2 separate regions of the Rattus norvegicus genome follow, and region 2 is linked to region 1. Evidence: chromatin contacts called from public Hi-C data. All regions are on one chromosome and are shown on one strand. Each heading gives the region's core, a stretch centred on a gene start, on an enhancer-like site or on the middle of the called end of the contact. The rest is flanking DNA. Distances are from core to core; before and after follow the strand shown. Region 1 overlaps Pbx3 (PBX homeobox 3). Region 2 holds the start of Pbx3 (PBX homeobox 3).

What was found. A called contact is a pair of places that touch in the nucleus more often than the background predicts.
Region 2: a Hi-C map of Schwann cells shows a contact between it and region 1, with 6 times the contacts expected there. The contact joins the promoter of Pbx3 here to the enhancer-like site in region 1. A contact is called at or near these places in 3 of 12 Hi-C or Micro-C datasets (Schwann cells, kidney and liver).

Annotation. Positions count from the first base shown.
Region 1 is chr3:37,954,535-37,961,721 of GRCr8, reverse strand. The region is part of intron 2 of Pbx3 (PBX homeobox 3); the gene reads left to right. Among named protein-coding and RNA genes, the nearest start is that of Pbx3, 120 kb to the left of the region's middle. Within about 2 kb of position 2,696, at least 52 of the 93 cell types and tissues checked have an H3K27ac peak or open chromatin away from gene starts, as enhancers often do. A contact at or near this core is called in Schwann cells, where this site is marked.
Region 2 is chr3:38,075,313-38,082,499 of GRCr8, reverse strand. Pbx3 (PBX homeobox 3) reads left to right here and starts at 2,605. Exons shown (of 9, transcript NM_001107834.1): 1 at 2,605-2,849; 2 at 3,673-3,746. The coding sequence starts at 2,650.

The sequences.
Region 1 (7,187 bases), core at 1,447-3,946:
TGGTTTTGTACAGCATATTGTAATTTGACACTTAAGTTGTGCCCTGCATTACCCTATGTCATAATTGATGGCTAAAGAAAGGCACATGCTATGCTAATCATTTGTTAGCATAGCTTGTTAAACTGTGCTTGCCAATTTGAAATAAACTATGCAATGCTCTCCTGTATTTTAAGGTTGTGAAGCCCACAGTTTTAAACAGTCACTTGAAGCTGTTTTTAACTTGTGTTGTGTATGCGCAGTTCTGCCTTTACGCACAGGTCAGCATGTTTGTCAGCCTAATAGCATCTTATCAAGACCCAGTCATTGAACTGCAGCTTTCACACCACTATCTCAAGGGCCTTTTCAGAGTTTTCTGTGTACCCATATTAAATCTTTTAAAAAACATCAACATTTCTTTGTTGAGACAGGGTCTCATCGTGTAGACCAGGCAGGCTTTTTGTGAAGTCCATGTTGGTCTCAAACTCATAAATCTTCCTATCAAAAATTAATATCTCATAGATAGAATTTTAACTTCTTTTTCTTCTGTTGTTTTGTTTTGTTTTTTATTTTTTTTTGTTTGTTTTGAGGCAGGGCCATGTGTAGTTCCCAGAAGAGATGACATTCACCTCCATCACAGCCAAAGTCATAATTTCTGGGAAACGAGCTTCATACCTTTGTGTAGCTCTGGCTGTCCTAGAACTCACTATGCAGATCAGGCTGGCCTTGAACTCAGAGATCTGCTTGCCTCTGCCTCCAGAGTTTTGTGATTAAACGTGTACAGCTTTAATCCAGCTGGACTATAAATTCTTAATAGTAAAAAGCTTAAAAAATCAGAGGGTAAATTTACTTATTTTTGAAAATATTTTTTTAACTTATACACATAGTGACTGGACACGAAGCAGCCTTTGTTAATATAGAAGGTACTAACTGCAGAATGCAAGTAAGAACATGAATGCCGTAGGCTGACATTTAGAAGGTTACCATCCATAGTGAGTATGGAGTCTCATTTTTTTGTACTTGGGAGTGTTTGCTGAAATAGGAGTGCAAAGCTGGTGAGAATGTTGACTCAGAGGCGAGCGATGGATAAATGGCCATCAAGGCTAGTAGAACTGGAGCGCACGATGAAGGAATGTGTGCACTTAGACATAAAAGAAACACTGCTCTGGAGAAAAATGATTTAATGTGCAGAGAAGGGTTATTCATTTTTAAGAGATTAAAAATGATTGAGTATAATACCTTTAATTTGTAACAACGGTCTGACGGCTGCTTCCTGTCTAAAGGAAACCTTTTGATCAGCATGTCTATTTTGATCTCTTCTGCCCCATAGTGTATTGAATGGATAAAGAGGTGATTTTCAGTTATTGTGCCCATATTTAATTAAGCAGTGAAGATACGCAGATGGATTTAGTTCTCGGCCATTTAGTAGACAAATGTGCATGGTTACTCTCTGGTATACAATTGACCCCTTTGTGGAAACATTTCTAGAGAATGTTCAGGATTAAGTCACTCTGCTATGTGAGACCAGAAGTGGCACAGCTCTTCTAGAAACACGCGGATTTGATGGCATCTAGGGGAGGTGTGGATTTGATGTGCACCCTTCTCCTATTCCTTTACACCTGAAAAAATGAGTTACAATTCCCAACCCATGCTTTTTTTCTTTTTTCTTTTTTCCACTTGAAAGTAGAAAAGTTTTTCATTTCTTAAAATGTATAAAATCTTTGGGAAATTTAAGATTTGCTTGTCATTATAAAAAAACATAGCCTTAATGTAATTGATCAGAATTTGTTCATAAATTTATAATTCCACTTAAGTCTAAATGAAATTAACTAAACGCATGTATTTGAAATACGAAGTCCTGATTCTCTAAATAATTGGCATAGTAGGCCAGTATGCCAGTTTGGCAAGGTGAGAAGACTGGGTGGGACCATAGCCATGCGGTGGGAGTCATTTTCTCAGCTAAGAACACAATTTATATGGAATATTCTGAAAATGTCGTTAGGATTATTTCAAAAGATGCATACTTTTTTGTTGTTAAAATATGATTTGGAAGCTTAAATATGGCGTTTCATTACTTTTATTCATAGCATGGTTTAGAGAAAAAAACTCAATGCTCCCATAATCTACATAGTCAGCTGTCCTTAATTTAGTGTGATCTGTCACAACGGTACAGCAGCCTGGCACCTTATGGCAGAGCCCTTCAAGCATCTCTTGGGACATAAGCCTTGGATTCTGTTAAATGTGGATCTCTGTCCCCGGTGGTTCTGGGGTACCACTGACCCGGTCCTGGCGCCTGGCTGAGAGACGCCTTCCTGGGGCGACTGCACACCCTAAGTTTGCATAAAGGCGTGGTGGCAATCTTTCCCCTATGGAATGACGCGAGAGCCATAAATACTGCCTGTGTGGGAGCTTGGTTTCGGCTCGAATTTTCTTTCCGCGGTAGTTTTTGTTCTCAATCACCTTGATGAAACAATCTCGAAGCTGCTCAGCTCTCTGTGGCATTTGGAATGAGTCACTGACAGGCTGATTTTCCACCCCTGTTGTGATGCTGCTTTCTCTAGTTAATATTCCTGCGTAAGTGTTGCACAAAAGTAAACCCTAAGAGCTGCAGACCAGGAGGCTGCTCCATTTGCATTAATTATGCAGTCAGGGCGGGAGCGCTGTCAGGCTAGGCGGGAGGGCTGTGGCCGCAGAGAACAATGGGCGCTGAGACTCCCGCTCTAACCGCTGCTCAGTGAGTCCTCAAGCCCAAGCCCTAAAACTAACTTGCTTTGCTACCCTGGTAGAGGAGTCTTTCCAGGATTTCAGATCTCTGAGCTGCCGCCTACAGGAGAATTCCAGAGGACAGCGGAAAGGCTCCGTGTGCACATTTTAACGGACAGGAGAAAATGCCAAGCCAGCTACAAAACATGGACATCTTGGGAAAATGGTGGTTGAGGCGGGGAGGCGGGTAATGATAAGACAAAAACAAAAAACCCTTTGCCATGAATCGGAAGCATATCTGCGAAGTTTCCCTTCTGTAATTGGTGTGGAGGTATCCTAACTTAATGATGGTGTCTTTCAATGAAACTGACTTACACAGAGAGCACAGGGAATTGAGCTGTACAAACATTTGTTGAGAACCTATGTCCTAGATGATGGAGAATTATTACTTCATTATTATTGGTTGGAAAATGCTCCAGAAAAGAAAATCCTTTTTAAAAAAGACTTTTATATGGAAATCACGGTGAAATGCCCTTTTCAGAGTTTCCCTGCCAGTGACTTAGCTCCAGTCAGGAAATGGTGCTGTCAGGGGTTGTGTCCATTTTCTGTCTTCTTTTTTGTAGAGTACCAAAGATTATTGTGCAGGATTTCTACAGTGTGTCCCTTACCTTATATATCCAATTGTGTGTGTGTGTGTGTGTGTGTGTGTGTGTGTGTGTGTGTGTGTGTGTGGTGGGGGTTAGAATGGTGTGTTTCGGAGGAGTTTCCTGCCAGTAGAACAACAGCATACTGAGATTTGTAAAGATTAATAAAAGAAATACTAGAATCCCTGCTCCCTTTTGGATCCCTAAACAATACCCTGGTACAGTTGCATGCTTTTCTTTAAAATAAAGGATTGTGTGTTCAGCATTCTGTGAGTAAAGCCTGGAACATTTGGCCAGGAGGAAACACAGTGAAAATTTTTCCAGAAGGAATTAGGCCATCCTTTCAGGGCCATGTGTAGTTGCCAGAAGAGATGACAGTCACCTCCATCACAGCCACGGTCATAATTTCTGGGAAACGAGCTTTGTACCTTTGTCTTTTGTTTCTACTTATGGAATAGCATGTATTACTTAAGAGTGTTTAGTACTTTTTTCTGGCATTCTACTGTGTTCCTGTTCCACAAATGAACTGTTTTTGAAAACACGCCATTTGCTTCTTCACCCATCAGGACAACGTTGGCCATTCTGTGTGTGGTACATATTTTTATTCTAATCACTAAACCACACAATTATGAATAGATAATCTTTAGTCTGATAGAAATATATAAAAGTACAACTTTCTAAAGTGAAGGGTGAATCATTAAAGATAGCAGACTCCTGCCCCTTTTACTACAAAATGGTCCAGTCGTACAGGCAGCATTGGAAGCATGAAGTAACATGTCAAACTAGAGGAGAGTGACGTGCCACCTTCAGTAGTTTATACAGCAGGCCCATGAACAGATCATTACATTCACAGGGCAAAGCTGCCTGTGTGCAGGAAGAGCAGTTTGTTGTTACACAAATAGAATAAAATATTCATGGAGCTCATTGTTTCTCCATTGAATTGCTTTAATTATTGCAACAAAACAAGAATTTAAAAGTTTATTTTCTCTTAAATCTTGGAATGGGGCTCTTTCTTAAAAATAAAGTAAAAAACATACAAATTTAGTGACCATTGGGCCTTTAGAATTTTAGTTTAGAATATGCACACACACATTAAATATGAACTCCCAGAATTTTCTTTTTGCTTTTCTAATTAAGTTTTTTGAGAATTTCATACATGAGTGCTTTGTTTACATTATTTCTACCTCTTCTCTAGTTCTTCCCGTGTTCCTCTTACACCCTGACTTCTTTATTCTTGTCACTATATATGTACATCTGTGCATATATGTGTGTATAAAACTACTGTTATTCCGTTTGAGAACGAAGACACTACTGTTACCTACACCTCATGTTTAATTTTACCTTGGTCTAATGGGAGTCCTCGCTGTGAGGCCTATTACTCCCAGCAGCATTTTCCTAAGACTTGATTTACAATTACAGCTCAACTTTCCCCATAGCCACTCAGAAAGTTCCAAACATAAATTTGTTTGCATAATGGTTTGCTTTTTAGTTCTATCATCTGTGAGATTATATAAGATAAACATCTAAAAATTAAGAAAATCTTAATACAAGTAATAAATTGTAAATATTTTTATAAGATATGAAAGAACCATATTTTCCTGCAGTATCATTAGCCTTGACATCACTGTATGGTGCCAGTTTACAGTGATATGAAGCTCATACTATTTTACATTTCTATCCACTAAATAAAAACCTACCCTGTGTTTTATTACAAAGTAGGTGGCCTGGAGGAAAAATATATGTATTCTTTCCTTTTGGTATAAAATATGCATTTGGGCTTCTCATTTCATCCCCAATCTGTGTTATTCCTTAAAAATGCAGAACTGCCTGAAGTCCTCTTTAATATTTAATTCAACAACTTTTTAATCTGTCATTATGCTGTGATGAAGTAAGCATCAAGTGTCGCTGAAAAAGATTAAATTATACTTGGAAATAGGAATTGAAATGATTTAGGGTTGGAGGCTGAATATTTGCTTTGCTCAAGTAATAATAGTAGTAGCTTGGTGAAGAAGGACTCTGGCTCGGCTTTAATGTCTGCCTCGCTGTGCTCCCCTGTGGCTCTCTCTGATTTACGCCGGCACTGCTGAGCATTATTTTATTTAAATGGAGGTAGAAAGTAGAAATTACTGCACTACAATATATTAATTACTCCATACTATTTCTTTGTACGGATTTCTCTTTTTCTGTAAACATCATAAACAATGATGCAACCTACCCATTGGGTAGTGGCTGTTAACTGCCCTGTGGTTCTTGTTAACAGCTCATCTCAGAAGGGGAGGAAGAGCAGTAATAATTAACACGCATCTGAGGGCTGGTGAGGAGCAAGGGCACATTGTGCTTTCCCTTTCACAGGGAATGGTGTCCTACATGAAAATAGGTCCTGACAGTACTGTTAATATTTTAACCACCACATTTTACTTCCTTTAAAAATCTAGGCTTTAATATGTGGGATGTTTTGCAATTAGACAGAGGGGTAAACTTTTAGACTGTCCATTGACTCTTAACTGCTCAACAGGTGACAGTGTGTCTAACTCCTTTAGAGTACTTGGTGTCTGCATACCTCCAGATCGGACTTCTGGAATCCCCTGGGTGACCTCTGACTGCTGAAGCTTATCTTCAGTCTAGTGCTGTAGCACTTTGTGTAGTCTTAGTGAAGCCAAACAAATCAGTTTCCTTAAAAAAAAAAAAAAGAGGATTATGAAATTATGTGCTGATGTGCCTTCGTGATTGTTTGAAGGACGGTGTTTCACTTTTTCTGTAATGCATATGTTGTGATTCATATGTGCTCCCTGACACTGTCTGCAAGGGATTTCTCAGGACTGTGCCTTCATTTGTCATGATTTGTCATGTTGATGCTCCTTTTCAAAATAAGCCTGGACACAGACTAAGACCTTAATGTGTAGCACACCTGTCAGAATATTACGCAGGCTGCCTTCATTCTCGGGAATCCGGTGACTGCATCTCAGATAGCTGTCCACTTCCCAGCATGATGTGCTATCATAAGACAGCAATGGAGGGGAGGCTGGGCATGGAGGCACAAGCATAGAGCCCCAGTTACTGGGGAGGCCGAGCTAGGAATACTCCTTGGTCTGCTAACATTCGAGGCATACCAGGGCAGCTCAGGGAGACGGTCAGACAGGAGAGCGGCAGAGCGGGGCTACTTTTCACCTTTTGGAAACACTCTAGTGGAGAATGTGAACCCACTGTGGCAGGTTCAGAATTATCAACACCTAAGTTTTAAAAATAGAGGTTGCAAAGTGTTTTAAAGCACACAGAGTTTTCATGTGCCTTCATCTGATCCTGTCACTGTGGCTGTGCACAGTGGGGCTGACACTGAGGAAGTACAGAGGTCAGTCTGCAGTTGGTGTTTCCGTTTTTTTATAGAAAAAAAAAAACCAAAACAACCCGGTAGCTTGAATTAATCTTATGGTCTGCATAGTTGGATTCTCTGAGTATTAGCTTCTTACTTATAAGACGGACTTTATCAGTGGATACCCATGATGAGAACGGTGAACAGTTAGGTATGGGTAACCCCTACTTCTGTTAGATATTTGAAAATAAAGTCCTATTGTTCTTCATAATAAATTTTCTTGTAATTTATAAATATATACTTAGAAACTCAAATCCACTGATTATTTACAACCTAGTTATTTGATCAGAATAACTTTTAAAAATATACCAAGTGGACAGAAACAGCTGTCCACAAGATACTATTGTAATAAGACACGCTTTTGTCAATATGTGCCTTTTTGTTGTACACAAGACTCGTTGCTTTCTGAAACACAGTGTGCTTGTAGGGTAGAGTAAATGCACGTCTTCGTAGAAGAATAGATAAAAAGAGCAACCTGAGTCAATAAGCGGGTT
Region 2 (7,187 bases), core at 1,356-3,855, 120 kb before region 1:
CTAATTAGCCTCATCCTCATGACTGATTAGTCAAGATTATGAGCCTAGAAGGAGGGCAGGGAGGAGGCCTAATAGTGACTCACAGTATCATTGAATTTCAGAGCTGGAAGGAATCTGAAAGCTTACAGCATCTTTCAGATAAAATTCTGTAATTTTTACATCTTCAGCATTAAAGAATCACAAAAAGTTGTCTGCTTGCTCTCACTCTTTATGTAAAAAAAAAAAAAGAGCAAGGATTTGGTGACAGTTTGAAAAACAAGTTTAGAGTAGAGAAAATCCAATCAATGATGGCTGTAACTCATAATGAGTACTTGAAGAATCAGCAACTTGACACACACAAGAGCAGAGAATATTAATGAACTCAAAGGAGGCTCTTTGGACTTAAGCAGGGTAGATTGTCTGGAACTCCTTCCCCAGCAGCTGTGCAGTTGGTAAGGCTTGTAGCTTGCCTGGCCTGTGAGTTTGGCTGTTAGCGTTGCAGTGGGGAGTATTTAAAATCACACTCAACATACGAAGGAAAGAACCTGGAACTGAGTAGCCTGCTTTATTCCAAGACTCCATCTGGCATTTAAAGAACTGCTTGTCCTACATTCAACCCTGCAGAGTAACAGCCATTTTTCATCTCCTCACACCTCTATTTTTAGTTTCAGGTAAGACAGCTTATTGAGTCTGAGGAAGGAACATTTAGAGGTAAGAGCCACCAGTTAAAGACTTAACCTAGGATGATCTCCATGGATTTAAAATGAGATCATGTTGAATCTTCAGCCTGAGAGATGAGGTCGAGATCAACTTCAAGACTCTACCGGAGGTGTAGGTGCAGATTCCAACACCGTTTTAGCCTTTAGACTCTAGTGGGCAGAAATATAATGGATGAAGAGTTGTTACAGCTATGTAAATCTGTAGCTGAAGTTGACTACTGTCGAAGGGGTAAGTTGACAAGCGAAATCCAGTCCATTTCTAAACAAACTTGTCTGTGAGACTATTGTCTCGCTCTCCAAAGGTTCCGCACATCTGCCAGAGTAGTCCCCGGATCTCCAGGACTTGTCGAGTGTGCAAAGTGCAGTTAGCTTAGAAATTAGTCCTGGACTTCACTCTCTCCAGCCGACGTGTTTCTCTGTGACCTTTCCATCTGCTATCTTTTCAGAGAAGGGCTCCGTCCATGCGAAACCACGGGCTCACTCTAACTGGTCACTCCTCGAGGGACAGCGTAGGGCCCTAGTGCCAGCGCTAACTCCTAGCCCTGACTTCGGGTTACCATAGCGACCGTGGGATGGGCAAGGCTTTTAGACCCTCTTTCCCGGTCTCAGCCCAGGACTTTCGAACGCTCCAATTGGGACAACCCTTTCTTGGCTCTGTCCCGCCTCATTCGGCGCTGAGCGTAATGCGATTGGCCCTGGACTTGCGGCCTTGTGCCCAGAGGGTACCACCTCTTGACAGGAAGAGTGGGAAAGTAGACCAGGCACTGTCCGAGGCGTGAAGCTCATCTCATGCAACGGGGGACCACGCCGTTGGCTACGGGGAGACTTTATCCGGTCCTATACAACACCCCCTAAGTCCCCAACTGCTAACAATAGGAAACGTGCAGGGGCCGGGGGCAACACTTTGCTGGCTGGGCTGTCCATCTGTGGAGCGCGGGCGCCGGTAGCCATAAGGCTCCCGGGCGGGCTCTCAGGCGCCCCACAGTAGAGGCCAGAGGGGACGGGCCGAGTTCTGGGGGACGGGGCCAGTGGCGGCGGCGGGAGGCGCAAAGCCCAATGAGAGAAGACTCCGCCCCAGGAGGCGGGGCATCCGGGGCGCTCCCCCGCCCTTCAGATCTCCCCGCCCCTCCCCCCGCGGGCGCCGGGGCCGCAGTGAGTGAGTGGCACTGGCAGCCTGTCAATCCCTCAGCCGAGCGGCCTTCGAGCCCGGTCCACGGCGGCTGCTGACTGGGTGCGCGGCACCGGAGGTGGCGGCGGCGAGTTCTCCCGCCTCATCAATCTGCTGTCCGCCCGGCGTGCGGCCCGCCGGGGCCCTCCACCGGGCTCCGTGTCCCTGCCGCGCCGGCCCGCCCGCTCCCAAACTTTCCTCCTCCGCCCCTCTCTCTCCCCGCGGCCCGCCCGTCGGCCTCCATCTCCTCCTCCTCCTCCTCTGCCGCCGCCCGCCGCCGCCGCCGCTCCCTCCCCCGGGGCCGCCGGTGCTCGGATCCCGCCCGGTTGAGGCGGCGGCGGCGGCGGCGGCGGCAGGCGGCTGAGGGAGGGGACCGTTCTGGCTGGCGCGGGCGGCGGCGGTCGCGGCGTCCCGGCAACTCGGCTGGCGCTGAGGACCAAGTTGTGCGGGGCCGCCCGGCGCGGCGCGGGGCGCTGAGGAGGCAGCGCGGCGGCCGCGTGAGGGCAGCGGGCACCACCGCCAGCGCCTCCGCCGGCGAGAGCTCCGCTTCCGCCCGCCGCTGTCCTCAGTCTCCGCCGCGGCGGAAGCCGGAGCCGGACGCCGGTCCGCGTCCCCTCAGTCGCGGGCCGCGCCGGGCCAGGCCGCCCCCTCCCGCGCGGGCGGGGAGCGCGCGGCCGCCTCCCCCTCCCCCTCCCCCTCTTTCTTCTCCTCCCTCGCCGCCGCCGCCGCCGCCTCAGCCTTCGCCTCCGCCGCCGCCGCCCGCTCCCGCCCGCGCGCGGCGGGATGGACGATCAATCCAGGATGCTGCAGACTCTGGCCGGGGTGAACCTGGCCGGCCACTCGGTCCAAGGGGGTATGGCTCTGCCGCCTCCCCCTCACGGCCACGAAGGGGCGGACGGCGACGGCAGGAAGCAGGACATCGGCGACATCCTCCACCAGATCATGACCATCACCGACCAGAGCTTGGACGAGGCGCAAGCAAAGTTGGTGTCGTCTCATTAAGCATCTTTTGTGTGTGTACGGGAGCCGGGCTCGGGTCCCGGGTGGTTCCCGGGACCGGGGCCTCAGTCTCGGGCGGGAACTTTCTCCGCCCGCCGGGCACTTGCCGAGTCCTCCATCGCGCGGGCAAAGTTGCTCGCCGGGTTCGGGACAAACTCGATCAGTGCTTCGTCCGTGCCCCGCTGCCCGGCCCCCTCCCCGGATTTAAACATCCCGCCCGGGCCCCGGTGCGCTCCGCGTCCCTGCCGGGTCCCGGACCGCACCGCCGGGAAGTGCAACTTTCTCCGCCCGCCCAGACTCCGGGCATCCACTCCCCTCGGCCCAGTCCGGGGTGACCGGCTGCTTTCCCCCACGTCCCTGTGCGGGAGCGCCAAGTTCTCTAGGAGGGAGGGCCGCTTGGCAAACTTTGCGGAGCTGTCACCCGCTGATTATCAGCCGCCGGCCGGCCGCTGCGCCCGCTGCTCCTGTGGAGCTTGGGCGTTGGGGTCCCCTCCGCGTCGGTCTGGTCCCTTGGGTCACCGCCGCGCTCCCCGGAGCGGAGCCTTATGAGCGGGTCACTCCTGCGTCTGCCGAGGCTTCTGTCGGCCCAGCAGATGGGTCACGCTGCTATCGGGCTGAAGCTCTCGCCGCTAGAGCTTGCAGCCAGTTGCGAACTAGTCAACTTGAGTTTTGTTGACTTCCCGTGGTTCAAAAGAGCTTTCCCAAATAGGGGGCCGGTTTTAAATCTTGGGTCTAACTTAAAGGAAGGCGCCATATTATTCCAATAGGTGATGCTAATACCTTTGTGTTTTGCTGTTTGTTTTTTAGGAAACATGCTCTGAACTGTCACAGAATGAAACCGGCGCTCTTCAGCGTCTTGTGTGAGATCAAAGAGAAAACAGGTAAGACTCTGCTGCCCACAGTGGGCTCGGAGACCCCCGAGGTGGGGTCAGATCTACTCCTTCGACTCTCCAGTTGAGAGCTGCTGCTTTTGGGCACCGCCATCTTTGATCATTCTTTGCTTCCCACCTCCTGATCTTGAGAAAAAACTGCAATAAATCTGGAGTCTATTTCTCAATTCTGCTTTGGTACAAAATGAAGTGTATATGAGAATGGAGCTGGGTCGCAGTTCCCTAGGAAGTAGTCCCTGGCTTCAGACGGGGAGGGGGCTCTAGCTAGCCGCCCTCTCCTATCTCTTTTTGCCTTGTGTAGCAGTTTTTAAACGGAGCAGTGGGAGACTGGATGCCAGGGACCAGTTCCCCTGGAGAGGCATCACCAGAACTTTGTTTTACTGAGACAGTTTTGAGCTTCGGTTCTACTGAAGGCACAACCGAACACGCCTCAGTAGCACCTTGGACTTAGTGCTTTAGATGGGAAGATTTTTAGGAATCCAGGAAGGAAGATCATGTGCTTAGGCATGTGCAATGTATCACGCCTATTAGTACTTATATTACAGTCTGTCTTACAACTGCTACACTTGTAAAACTGAGCTTCAGTGTGTGGAGAAAGATGTCCACAGATGCTGACGAAACCTTCTGAAGTTCAGGGCAGGAGCAGCATAGGTTTTGCAGAAGTGCTAGAATGAAAATTGCTGATACATATTAGGGAAATTTTTTTGACAGTTCCTTATAGTTTAACTTTCTTGTCAGACTTTTTTTATTTAAGGTAAATTTACTCTTGACTTAAGGGTAAAGCTAAAGTATATTCATGTATATGTGTATTTATACACATATATATCTCACATGTTTTAGTTTGTTTAGTTATCTTTCCTGTATGTGGTAAAAACAAAGCTCCATTGATCAAGCTTTACCACTGATCGATTGATTTATTTGTTGTATGTGTTGGGTTGTATTGCTTTTTATAGTTGCCTTTTGTAAATTGAGGCAAAGAAGAAAAAAAAAATCAAGCTCAGTGTATTGCATTTTCCAGCTAATGCTGTTTTAATGTTTCAAGGTTTGGCTGTCTTTGAATTGATTTTACAAATAATAATAATTGCCTAGGACTGTTAGGCAGGAAGTCAAGTCATACTCTTTTTATAAAAAACAGGTACTATCTATAGTCCTAAAAGTAAGTCAGAGGAGATGGTGGTTTATTAGCCTCTCTTGATGTATATATGCTAAACCATAATTGCTAGTAAATATTGAGAGCTGAAAGAAGTAACTTTATTTGCTTCTCATTCGTAAGCCATGATTTTTTTTTTTAATGATAGGTTTTTGTTTTTCTTTCTTTTCTTCTCTTTGGCGACACACTTTACATTCTGAATACCAAAGTCATTTTAAATTACTGACTTGTTACATGTTGATTTTTAGAAACCTTGAGTACCTTATGATTTAAGATGGCAGATGATTTTACTCTAAGTATAAAGACACCCGGCATTGAATCTTGAAGGCTTTTAATCTGGGTGAATGAAAGTATATAACTCTTAGAACATTTATGTTGCTTAATTTCCAAGGGTTTCCTTCCTATCAGGGCTGTACTCCAGTTTGTGCTGACAGCTAAGCACTGGAGTATTGACTGTGCTGTGAATATTAAGATTGATTCAATTTTATATGGCACTATATTGCTAAAGAGAGGGGATTGATGCGCTTCTCTAGCAAGAACACCCTTCTTACGCTTTGTATTTATTTATTTTTTATTCCTTTAAAGTTTTGGCCTAACAACACAGAACTACACAGCATTTCATGTTTGAATACTTATCAGCAGGAGAAATTCAATTAAGAAGTGTTAGTCTTCTAGTTGCCTATTTGCACAGGACTTAGTTACACCACTCTGAAAGGAAAGAGTAGTCAACGACATGTCAAAGGTGAGTTAGGAAAAGAAACAAGTCTTTTCAGAGTCTGGGATTATGGTCAGAGAGAGCTTTGGTAGGGCTATTGCTGTTTAACAACCAGGAGAGAGCAGACAAAAGAAATTTCTGTGTTTTAAAAATCGTTTCTTGGGCTTTCAGTGATAACTTGTAAATTAGATCCTCTTTTTGTGCGTTGACCTGCGACCCAACTTTGCAGGTTATCTCTTTTATAAAAAGCCAGCAGCCAACAGTGAAGGCGGCTGTCTGGGCAGAGGCATCCTCTTGCCTGCCTCTCTGAGCTCGAGAGGGATGGGATTTAAGTACTGAGTGATTGATGGGGTGAAGCTCTCTCTCTCTTCTCCTTTCTCTCTTACTACCATAGCTCTGCCTCATGCTCTAAACGCAATCTTAGAAGGAGACAGGATAGCTAGACTCAGCCCTCAATTTGAAATAAAACAGCTGTGTAGACATTAGTGTTACCAAAGCAGAGAAAGCCGGGCAGCACATTCCTGGCCTATCCCTCATCTGCTTCTGTAGTCCAGCTTTAGAGACATTATGAACTTAGAAAATAAGTGTTAGGGAATATGTGTACGCTACTTAGCACTTTCTCTTTAAATCACTTTATTAATCTATTATCATAGTATGTAAGGATTAATTACCTACAGAAAGTTCATCTAGTCATTTGTGAATATAAATCAGGAAGGAGTATTATGTGATGACTCTATTCTGCATAATGAAGGGGAGGGGGCTGACAAGTTGAGAACTGGAGGGTGGCTGGGTGGGAACTACCACTTCAGTGGATTGTGTGATTTTGGGTTTGCTTTTCTTTTAAAATAGACAAAATCATTAAAAAAAAATCATGTATGTGTAGAACTGCTAGTAGATTTTGAGGTTTCTGATCAGGCGGTTAATACTGCCAGTTTTGATGCACACAAGAGACTTAGTTTGGAAAACATCTTATTTCTCCCTTACCAAATATGAAAAGGCATTCTTTCCCCTTTTTGACCGATAAATGGACAATCTGCCACAATTATATTATATTCTTGTTCAGAAGTAAGGAAACCATACTTTTACTATAAGATGATTGCTTTTTTTTTTTTTAAAAAAAGTATTCCATTATAAAATTTATTGTACAATTATTTTGGGGTGGAAAGATTTTTCATTGTGGGGTTGTGACATTTACACATTTTAGAGGCAACTAGAGTTACAGGCTTTAAAATGGAGATATGTGTCTGTTTTAAACTAGGTAAGGGAGATAGTAAGTTGATGGGCTAGGGTTTTCTCTAGGATGATGGTACAGTCAATGTTACCACCTTTTGCTTATTAAGTGTCTCTGATGAAGTGAGGCTTCCTTGCTTCTGTGGGTATACTCACTGAACTATCTGTGACCACTTTAATCTTGACTGTGAAGTGTTTCCTTCATGAAACCATGTATCTTTAAAATCTGGCTTTTTAAACAGACCCTTAATTATGGGAATTCAAATGAAGGAAACATTTTTTCAAGGAGAATATTTTTTTTTTTTTTTTTACTATTTTTTTTTTTTTTTTGGTTCTT